Linked DNA regions of Gossypium hirsutum: regions 1 and 2 are each linked to region 3. The links are chromatin contacts, called in public Hi-C maps. All regions are on one chromosome and are shown on one strand. The core of a region is the stretch at or near the end of the contact, and the rest is flanking DNA. Distances in the headings are between cores, read along the strand shown. Region 1 holds the start of LOC107901672 (dof zinc finger protein DOF1.4). Region 2 holds the start of LOC107901670 (splicing factor 3B subunit 2). Region 3 holds the start of LOC107900631 (caffeoylshikimate esterase).

Region 1 (3,471 bases), core at 887-3,386, 730 kb after region 3:
GTATTTAAAATAAAGAAAAATTATTTGTTTGCCCGTAAGTGGAATTAAAAAATTCGACAAGTAGAAGTAAGACATTGCATGTGTCTTTAGATAATATTAAAAAATAAAAATTAGTTAAAGTAGATATATTCATTCATTTAACCTTAAACAACCAACAAAACAATAACACTAAAATTTAAATAAAAAAAAACATAGCATTTTATGAAGTTAACAATTAATATGTAACCATAGATTTTAGTTTTTCTTTTTCCATTTTTGGTTCTTCATGTTTCTTTAATAAGCTATGTCTGACCTAAGTTTTTTTTTTCTTGTTACTAATATTCAGATTAAAAATGATAACAAAATATTGAAAAATAGAAGGGAAAAAAATCTATCTCAACATTGCCGGGGCAAATTCTAGTTAATTAATCAATCTCAGAAAGGGGGAAAATACCTCTCCCCCCCCCCCCCAAAAAAAAAAAGAATTCTTAGAGTAACAAATATTTTAAAGAGAGAAAAAATTTGAACCGGCCAACATGTATAATTAATATATATGCATGGTTTAAAGATCTTTCCATGGTTTGATCTCAGAGTCATCCCATGGAATGTTGAGATCAGTAGAGACAAGTGCATCAATATCATCCCAATTCCAGTAGTTTGCCATTTCAATGCCATTGCTGGTAATAGGTTCTTGCCAGGTCAGTGAACCAGTTGGATCCTCCCTCGTTTCTCCACTATAGTTGTAGAGACTCGAAGACTGAAACGAGGCTGATATTGATGATGGGAATGTTTCCAAAGAATATGAGCTTGAACTTGAAAATGGAAACGGCAAAGGAAATGGAGTCTGTAAGCCTTGAGACATGGTAGAATCTAAGCAGACTCCATTGTTTCTGCTGAAAATTTCTCTCTCCGAGTTTCTGCAATTTACAGAATTTTGCTGCAACGGTGAATGAAATTTGATGTTCGGTATGTACTTTTGATCGGCAGGCGGAAGCTGATGCGGTTGAATAGCGGAAGAGGTGGAGCTTTTGATGGTAGTTGTGGTTGTTTTACTGGCAGAAGCGGCGGCGGATGTCTGATGCCGCTTGTTTTTACGGCCTCCACCAACGGGAACATTGCGAAGATTACCACCTTTAGTCCAATGTCTTTTACAGGTCTTGCAAAAATACCTAGGTTGTGACTTGTTATAGTTGTTGTAATAACAGAACTTTGTGTTGGAAGAATCACACCTTGGACACTTCAATGGCGGTTCCAATTGCTGCAGCTGGTTTTCTTGATGATGTCGCCTTTTCATTGATAAAGCTTTTGGACGCTCCATAATTGGAGCCTGCAACAAAGACTGGCCCTGGATCCACTCAACCTCATCACTGGAAACCTGTTTACAACTCAATCCCATCCTTCTCTCTCTCTCTCTCTCTCTCTCTCTCTCTCTCTCTCTCTCTCTCTCTCTCTCTATGTATGTGTGTGTGTGTGTGCGTCAATTTTAGAAGCTCTTTCAAAACCATAAAAATTTCAAGCTTTTGAATGGAAGTGAAAGAAGGGATCAGATAATCGAAATAAGGTGATGAGAAATGAGCAGTCTTTGAGCGCCCTCTGTATCGTTCATATTATGCAAAGGGAATAATAATAATATTTAATATTGTAGTATGAGTAAGTAAGGTAAAAAAGAGAATCAAAACTAATGAAATTTGTTTGTTGTGTGGTGTAATGTGATGGTGCAAAAGAACTTTATAGAGCAAAAGGAAATGAAGAAAGAGAGTTGCTTAGGGGTGAAGGTGATGGTGGGGGTTGTGACACGTGGGATTGGGTGGACCGTTCATAGTGGAGTGATTGAATGATCTGTAAAGAGAAGGGGAAAGAGTTTCATGTTGTACTATATTAAAGTATTAACCAACTGTAATTTAAGGTGAGCTTGGATAGACGATACGTTTATTTGTAGTTAGTATAAAAACAACAGTGGAGGTGAGATTAGATATTGTAGCGATACTGTATCGTGAGACAAAAAATAAACTAAACGCACTGCACCGCACCCAATCGTCTATCCAAACCCACCCTTAGTAAACCACTTGCATGGACGCGTTGGCTCCGCCATATCTATGAAAATGATATATCGCCCTCGAGGTTGATTCTAGAAATTTGCTAAATTAGATGAATATGATTTGAATTATATTTTGTTTTTTATTTAAAAATGAATAAATTAATTTTTATACGAGAAAATTAGTCATTTTAAATTTTTTTATCTATTCTTATTATTAAAAATTGGTCATTTTATGTTAGTATGAGATACAAGTGACACATCACGGTGAAACTATTTAATTATTTCGTCATCCATGTCAATTGTTAACAATTGAAAGGAATAAAATTTTTAACAAAACTTGTCAATTTCTTTTTTAATCTAATATAAATAGATTAATTTACTTATTTTTTTAAGTAAAATAAATAAAATATAATCTATCTCTTATATAATGGTTTCATGATATTTTTATGGCTAAAATGGTAAAATTATTGCTATCAAAGATTCAAGAGTAGCCCATGCCATGATAAAATTGAAATTATGAAAATTTGAGAGTTAAAAGTAAGAATCATCTTGTCTTGTATAGTTTATAATCAATATGGCTATAATGATACCCCTTCTAATAAAAAGAGTAGCCAATACCATCCATGCATAGAAGTTTGAAGCTATTGCTATATTTATAGTATAAATAAATATATATGGCTTGTAGCTAGTTAATTAGGGCCCATTTGGTGTCAAATTAGCAGTCACCACCGTCCATGAAATTAACTTGTCTCTTTTCTCTAAAATGGCAGAAGAAGCAAAGAAATAAAAAATCAATAATTCACTTCATTTCTGTTCCGCATATGAACCCCGAGCGAATCAGATTTAGGGTGTAATTAGTTTTTTTTATCGTTATAATATTGGTAGAGGTAAGATGATTACAAGGTTTGAATTCATGTTATTTGAGTGTTGGATTAAAGTTTTAATTAATACTCCAACCAGATATTGGCTCATATTACTATTTTTGAAAGATGATATTTCTGTTAAAATATGCTTTAGGTTGTTATTCTCTTCACAATAATTTAATTTTTTATTTTAATTTTTTAAATTTTAGTCCTTTAAATTTAAAAATTTAAGTTCAATTATTAACATAATTAAAATATATTTTTTAAATTCATTGGTATGACATTTTAAAATTAAAAAAAAAATTTACTTGATAACTATACAACCAACGAATGACGACATAATGCACATGGATTTAACAAAAGAATTTAAAAATTGTTAATAATTGAACTTACATTTTTAAATCTAAAAAGTAGAGGAGTTAAATTTCTAAAAAAAAAAATAAAGGACTAAATTCTAAATGTATAAAGAGTACATAGACTTGTAAAATATTTTAACAATAATATTTAATATCTATTTTTTTTAAAAAATCAAATATTAATACTTGTAATTTATATTTCAGGGTTAAACTACTTTTCAATAGCCCCTCTAAA
Region 2 (3,486 bases), core at 123-2,622, 890 kb after region 3:
AAATTCATAACAAAAGATTAGAAAAATAAGATCCCTTAATAGCCATGAAAAAAAAAAACTTCATTTCAAAAAATAAAAATAAAAAATTCATAGCAAATGTGCTCTGATTCAACATTGGAATATAAATTTGTTTTAACACTGGTTTAAAAATAAACAAGAGAGGAACAAGAAAAGAAGCAAACATCAAATAAACAGTAAGAGAAAACATACTTCTACAACATCAGGCCTTGAGCAAATCTGTTTTAACTCAGCAATTTTCATCCGCCTTTGCAGCTGTCAACAATATCAAAACAAGTATTTTCAGTTTCAGTCTCATCAAAATGAACTACATATAATAACACAAATAATCTCAGAAAATACAAGGAGAAACCAAAAACCTTCTTCTTCTTATTTGATAGGCCACCTTTCTCTTTCTGTGGATTATCCTGCTCCTCCTCTCCTGAATCAGAATCAGCCCCCTTCTTTGCATCAGCATCTTGAGTAGACTCGTCCTTCTTGTCAGTCTCCTGTAAAAATAGAATTACAAGTTTCTTTAGAGAATAACAAGGAAATTCGAAAATTAATTGATCATATAAAACTGAATTTCATTTTACCTCAGAACCAGCAGCTTCCCAGAAGCTGAATTTTTCAAAAACCTTCCTAAATTCCTCATCAATGCCATCATCTAACTCAGCTTTTTCAGGAACGTACTCTACCTGAACTTCTTCCATTACCTACAGTGTCAAACAAAAGAAAATGCTTAGTTTACTTATAAACAAATGCAATTTACATTATGTAAGATTAGAGTGAAATATGCTGAATTTAAGAAAACAATAATAACAAAATAGCCATAAGAAAATTTTCAAACTACAGTTAAACCCAAAAATAAAAACTCAATTCTATTCCATCTAAAGAAAATCGAAAATTCTTAAGTCACTATAGAACTTGTATTATGCACAAAGACATGCAAAAACCAGACGAAACAATCGATATTCACTAAAAACATAGAAATCTCAACACAAAAAAGAAAGGGGGGAACAGTTGGATACCTGCTGCTGATCGGAATTCTTCTTTCCATCTTCGGCAGCGTCGCTGTCACCGGCTTCGGAAACGGGACCGTCTGCGGCGTCATTTTCTTGGTGGGAGGTATTCTTACTCTTATTCTTCTTCTGCTTGCGCCTTCTACGACGTCGTTCGCTCTCGCGGGACTTCTTGGAGGCGACGAAAGGGTTAGAGATGGGGTTAGGGTTAGAGTTAGACTTATTCAGATCTCCGTTGTAAACGACGGAGCCGTTCTGGTTGGGGAGTATCTCAGCGGTCATCTCTCTTTGTTTAATCCAAGGAATGGATTGGCGAGGGTTTTTGATTTCGAGAGCGAGTGGGAAATGGGGAAGATGAAAGGGAGGCCTAAATATAGAGAGGGATGCCCACGTGTGGATATAATCGCACGTGACAAAAGCTGGGCCTTTAATAGTTACGGTTGGACGTGAGAGAAGTTGGGCTTTGAAGTTGTCGATTTTATTCCGCCTAATTTTTAATGGACCTTTGTATTTACCGAAATATAAGTTCCAGATTTTCCTAGGCCTGGTTGGGCCGCTACTTAAAAAAGAAAGAAATCAAACTCTTCAACAAACACTCCAATAATTTATATTTTATGAGTAATAGAGTTTTAACTTTTTTATCACTCTATATATCAACAGGAAATCGGAATTAAATTATAAATTTTTAAGAAATTTTATCATTTATTAATTTTTAATTTCATCATTTTTAAATGAATTTAATAAATTATTTTTTTTGGAGACCATAGTGTAATTTTATCATATATTAACTTAAATTTTCATTGTTCATAAAGGTACCATATTGCATTATTTTCATTTTGGGGGACCAAAGCCACTCTGCCTATCCCTTAAATCTGCCCTTAATTATAGATAAGTTTAAATGTAAACCATTGATATAATTTACTTTGTACTTTTGATGCAAGATGAGCTCAACTATAAATAAAGGCATTCCTTGAATCATTCATCACTTGAATTATCAATGCAATTGAAAAAAATTATTCAAAACTCTCTTGAATATTTTAGAATTCTCAACTTCGAGTAAATTTACTGTCTAACGCCACAAGGCTAGCTCAACTAAAGTCCAAGTTCATAACACAAGCACATTTCATTATCTATTAATTTTAATTTTTTATCTATAATATATATAAAGTACGAGTTTGGGAAACCCTTTTTTTTTCTCCAAATTGTTTGTTTCTTTCTGTTTTTGCCTAGCGGCGGTGTTAGCCTCCGGGCTAGTTATCGCCTGCCTTTTTCTCCTGCCTATCAACCCTCTTTTTCTTTCTTCTTACATTCATTCCATACATCTTCTCTCTTTTCAGTTTACAATTCTATTTTGTGGGTATCTTTGTTGTCTTTACAATTTGTGATGGATAGATGACAGTGCCTATAATAGTTGAACACCACCGACCACCGTCAATTTCTTTTAGAAAGTGGGTAGCTCTTCGTTGACTTCTTAATCTGTTTTTGTTTTGAGAGTTTCAGAATAATAAATGATTTCATGATTCGGTTTGAACTCGTGTTATCTTAAGTTTTATATATTTTTTGTTTTTTTTCCATTATTTAATAAGTCTTCACTTTTAGAAATTTTTGTCTACTCTTATAGTATGCTTTTTGGTATTGCTTATGCATGTAGTCTTACTTTTGCGAGTAATTTTAGGGTTGGTTTTGTCACCGTCCCCTTTAGTTTGGTGGATGTTCAATTCTTTTGTTGATTTATGCCCGCCGCTTTGGACCATCCGGGGTTGTTTCCTTATTGTATTAAGTGCTTGCAATCACTCCTGATATGTTGTGCTTGAGTTGTAATATAACCGATTATCAACGTGCCATAATGTTTTATTAATGCTGAAGCTGAAGTTTTTGTTGTGTTGATGGAGCTTGTCCTTTAACGCGTACAATGGGTGTTTGTTATTTTTTTCCTCGAATTGTATGGTCTTATTCATTGAATAAATTAATGAATTTCTCTTCAAAAAATTACAAATTTGGAAAAAATTTTGAATCAACAAAAATACCATTTATTTTATACTATATTAGAGAATTGACATTTAAAAATAATATTTGTATAAAATCATAATAATGAAATAAACTAAATTGACATTTACATAATAATTATTTAGATAAAATCTTAATAATAATTTATTTATGAATAATTAAACAAGCACTTTAGGAAGTTAAGGATTAATGTGATGATTAACGTCCCTATTAAAAAACAATAATAATTTAAGAAGTAAAATAACGCCTAATTATTATTGTGATAATTAACTTCTTAATTTTATCATAATATTAAATTAAAAATAATTAATAATTTAAATATAATAATATCTAACAACTCTTAATACACTTAAGAAAGTTTATTCATTCGATAACTTCATGATTTTATCCTAAATAAAAAAGAATTAAATAAATTAATTAGTGATTAAGCTACTCGAGCACAAATACTACCTTTTTAGAT
Region 3 (3,262 bases), core at 186-2,685:
CTTTATCCCTGTACTACTTGTTACATTCGTTTTTCAGAATATCCGAATATGATGATAGCATTTAAGTTTATTGAAATTGAATTGCAAATCCTCGTCAACATAATGTTGTTCCAATGAGACAGCGTAAATTAAACCAGTTTAGATCTTTGTGTTACATCTATCATCCAACCAAGACAATATATCAGTACGAACAATCTCAATGTTTTCATCAGGTTCACCAAACAACAAGGAATGCCACATCCCTTCATAGATCTTCAAGGTCTTGTCTTGACTGGATGCTTCCTTGTACAAAGTCCGACTCACTTCCGGATCCGTGACAACATCTGCACTCCCATGGACTACTAGGAATGGGATACTTACATCACGCAGTTTTTCACTCAAAAGCTGAGTCACTCTCAAGAGTTCAACAACTGTCCCCAATCTGGGTTTCCCTCTGTATCTGACTGGGTTCTTGTTCCCAACAATCTTCTTTTCTTCTACTTTGATTGATTTGTGCAGAAGATCTTCGGTTGGTACAATGGCTAAAGTGGGCAAGAAATTGGAGATAAAAGTGAGGGCTTGAGGAATTGGCCATCTGGGTCTAACCTTGTCTGAGATTTTGCACATGGGCGCTACCAAAACAGCTCCTTGGAACCCATTTGGATCAGCAAAATGAACCAACAAACAAAGGGCACCACCCATTGATTCTCCATAAAGGAAACAAGGTAAAGCACCAAAGTTAGGATCTTGCTTGATGAGATTGAAGAAGGAGAGACAGTCTTGGACAACCAAATCAACATGTGGGACATAGCCTCTAAGGCCTTGAGACCTCCCATGGCCTTCCATGTCAAGGGCAAAGCAGGCAAACCCTTTCTGAGCAAGGAAGATTGATGTGGACTGGAAAGTCCAACTTATATCATTGCCATACCCATGGATCACAAAGATGATGCCACGTGGAGGGCCAGAGAGTGGAAGCCATGATCTTGTGAAGAGAAAGAGGCCTCTTGGTGAAGTGTAGAACGATTTTGACCCTTTGATTCCTTGCAGCCTGTAATACTCTTCCTCTGAGATGTCGCCCCAGTAATGAAGGTTTTCTTCTTGTTCCACCATCCTTGGAGAAGAAGTTGAGTAGATCAGATCGTTTTGGGCGTCTGCTTTTGATTGGTAAATAGTTTTGTGGCTGGTCATTTAAAGAGGTTTCTTTATTCTAAGGGTTGGACTAGTGGTTGAGTTGGGCTACCAAGAGATAGGCTTTCTTCCTCTTTTCACCTTCGGCTTCATCGTAGATTTGTATATAAATTATACATTTTTTCCCATCTTTGTGGTATTAAATTTTTTTTTTCTTCAAGCACCTCCATTTTCTTTTTAAATGCTTAACTTAAAAATTGGTGCTAAACTATGTGGTAGATTTATATTTTTTTTTTTGTTAAAAGTAATTTTAGGGATGAGGGTTTGAATTCTATTTGAATAGCATTGCCACCAAAACCCAAGTTTAATAAATTTAAGGAAAAAAAAGCATTTATAGAAAATTGAAAAAGTGAAGATGATATAAAAGTAAAATAATGTTAAACAACTGATATATACAGTTTGATAGTTATATCCGAATTAAATGTTATTTATTCCAATCCATAAATAAAAACTAACTTAATACTGAGAAATATCTTGACGTGGAAACGTAAGAACTTTGAACAAAACCGAAAAGCATGTACAATAGGCGTTTTTTTTTTAACATAAAAATTCGGTTCTGTTTTCAATTTCTCATATAATCTTCTGGGCTTTCTTATTCTTTGGTTTATTTTCATTATTAATATTTTTGTTAATATATATTTCTTATGTCTTAATATTTTTTGATATTTTTATTTTTATAAATATTTCTTAATTATCATTAGCTAATATTTTTAAGATTTTCAAAATGAGGTTAAATAAAAAAATTAAAAATCCAATCGAATCGATTTTTATTCAATATTTCAACCATTTATTCCTTTTCAATCATATTAGCTAGTTCTTTAGCTATGTTTCTTTAAAAAAATACATTAATTGTTAATATAAATTATATATATTTCTTAAGTCATAAAAATATGGTTGAAAATCTTATCAAACATTTTTCATGCATTTTCAGCACTTGCAAAAACTCAAAAACATGTTCTATGTGTGTTTCATAATGTTCCAAATGTTCTTTAGTCAATACCAAAGTATTTAAAGCTGCATAAAATGTTCTCTAAGGCATTTTGGTAACCAAGTATCAATATTTGGGGTTTTACAAGTCAGTAGCCAACAACATTTTCTACAAGGGCATGATATTGAGACTTACTAGGCAAGTCTTGAGACTTGGGTTTGCAAGTCTAGAGACTTAGCCTCTCAATGGTTACTTTTTAGCCAAGTACTAATACCTCCTTGATAAAGATCAAGACTTGAGTAGTAGAAATATTTTTTTCATTTCAAAATTCATGCTTGCAACGGTTTCAAATTACCTCCAATGGCCATAAATGTCTACAAATTTATACTTTGGTATAAACACTCATCAACAATACTTTAAGATTCAATAGAGACATATCCAAGCATCAAAGTCAAGAGAAAAACCTCAAATTCTTTGTTCTTTTATTTTCTCTTGTACATATCTCTTAGATCTTATTGTTAGATCTTTTATTGCTCTTGATCTGTTGTAATTTGACATGACAAATTTGACTTTCTCGATACATTTATGGAGCTTATTCTCAAGCAAAGTAGTGCCTTCTTTGTAGTTTTTTCATATTTTTTAGGTTTTAAGTTAAAAAGTGTATATGTCTTGTTTTTACTCATTTTAAGACCTCAAATTGGCCAATAATGCCATTGGGGGCCTTAACCTATGGTTAAGTGATGTAGGGACATTTTGGAGACTGAAATTGAGCAAGAACGACACCAAAGGAGAGGGTACTGCGATATCCAAACCTTGGAATCACGATACCTCCAACAAACCTGGGATTGGAGACCACCCTTCAGTGGTATCGCGATATCCACCTGCCAAGAAACACCCAAGTTCAAAATTTTTCAAAGTGTCGTGATATCTTGTTCCTTGGTATCGTGATACCAATATCGTGAAGGAACAAAAATGGACAAGAAAGGTAGTCATTGAAGGCTCATTCAAGGGTTTTTTGGATTAGGTCAGAATAGCTGCTATATCAGTTAAAATTTGGCTGAGAGAGGAAAAAATGTCACATTAGCTTAGTTTAGGTTTAATTTTCTCTAGGTTTTCTCTTAGCTTTTCTTTCTCTTCTTCTAGGGTTTCTTATTTTCATTTCCTTAG

The links. A called contact is a pair of places that touch in the nucleus more often than the background predicts.
Region 1: a Hi-C map of leaf shows a contact between it and region 3, with 2.5 times the contacts expected there. The contact joins the promoter of LOC107901672 here to the promoter of LOC107900631 in region 3. A contact is called at or near these places in 2 of 34 Hi-C or Micro-C datasets (callus and leaf).
Region 2: a Hi-C map of leaf shows a contact between it and region 3, with 1.8 times the contacts expected there. The contact joins the promoter of LOC107901670 here to the promoter of LOC107900631 in region 3. A contact is called at or near these places in 2 of 34 Hi-C or Micro-C datasets (both in leaf).

The regions. Positions count from the first base shown.
Region 1 is chrD06:44,421,217-44,424,687 of Gossypium_hirsutum_v2.1, forward strand. LOC107901672 (dof zinc finger protein DOF1.4) reads right to left here and starts at 2,137. Exons shown (of 1, transcript XM_016827762.2): 1 at 292-2,137. The coding sequence starts at 1,375. The coding sequence ends at 542.
Region 2 is chrD06:44,586,880-44,590,365 of Gossypium_hirsutum_v2.1, forward strand. LOC107901670 (splicing factor 3B subunit 2) reads right to left here and starts at 1,373. Exons shown (of 18, transcript XM_016827758.2): 1 at 1,029-1,373; 2 at 594-713; 3 at 378-506; 4 at 211-273. The coding sequence starts at 1,301.
Region 3 is chrD06:43,692,180-43,695,441 of Gossypium_hirsutum_v2.1, forward strand. It overlaps LOC107900631 (caffeoylshikimate esterase), which reads right to left and starts at 1,436. Exons shown (of 1, transcript XM_016826301.2): 1 at 50-1,436. The coding sequence starts at 1,167. The coding sequence ends at 139.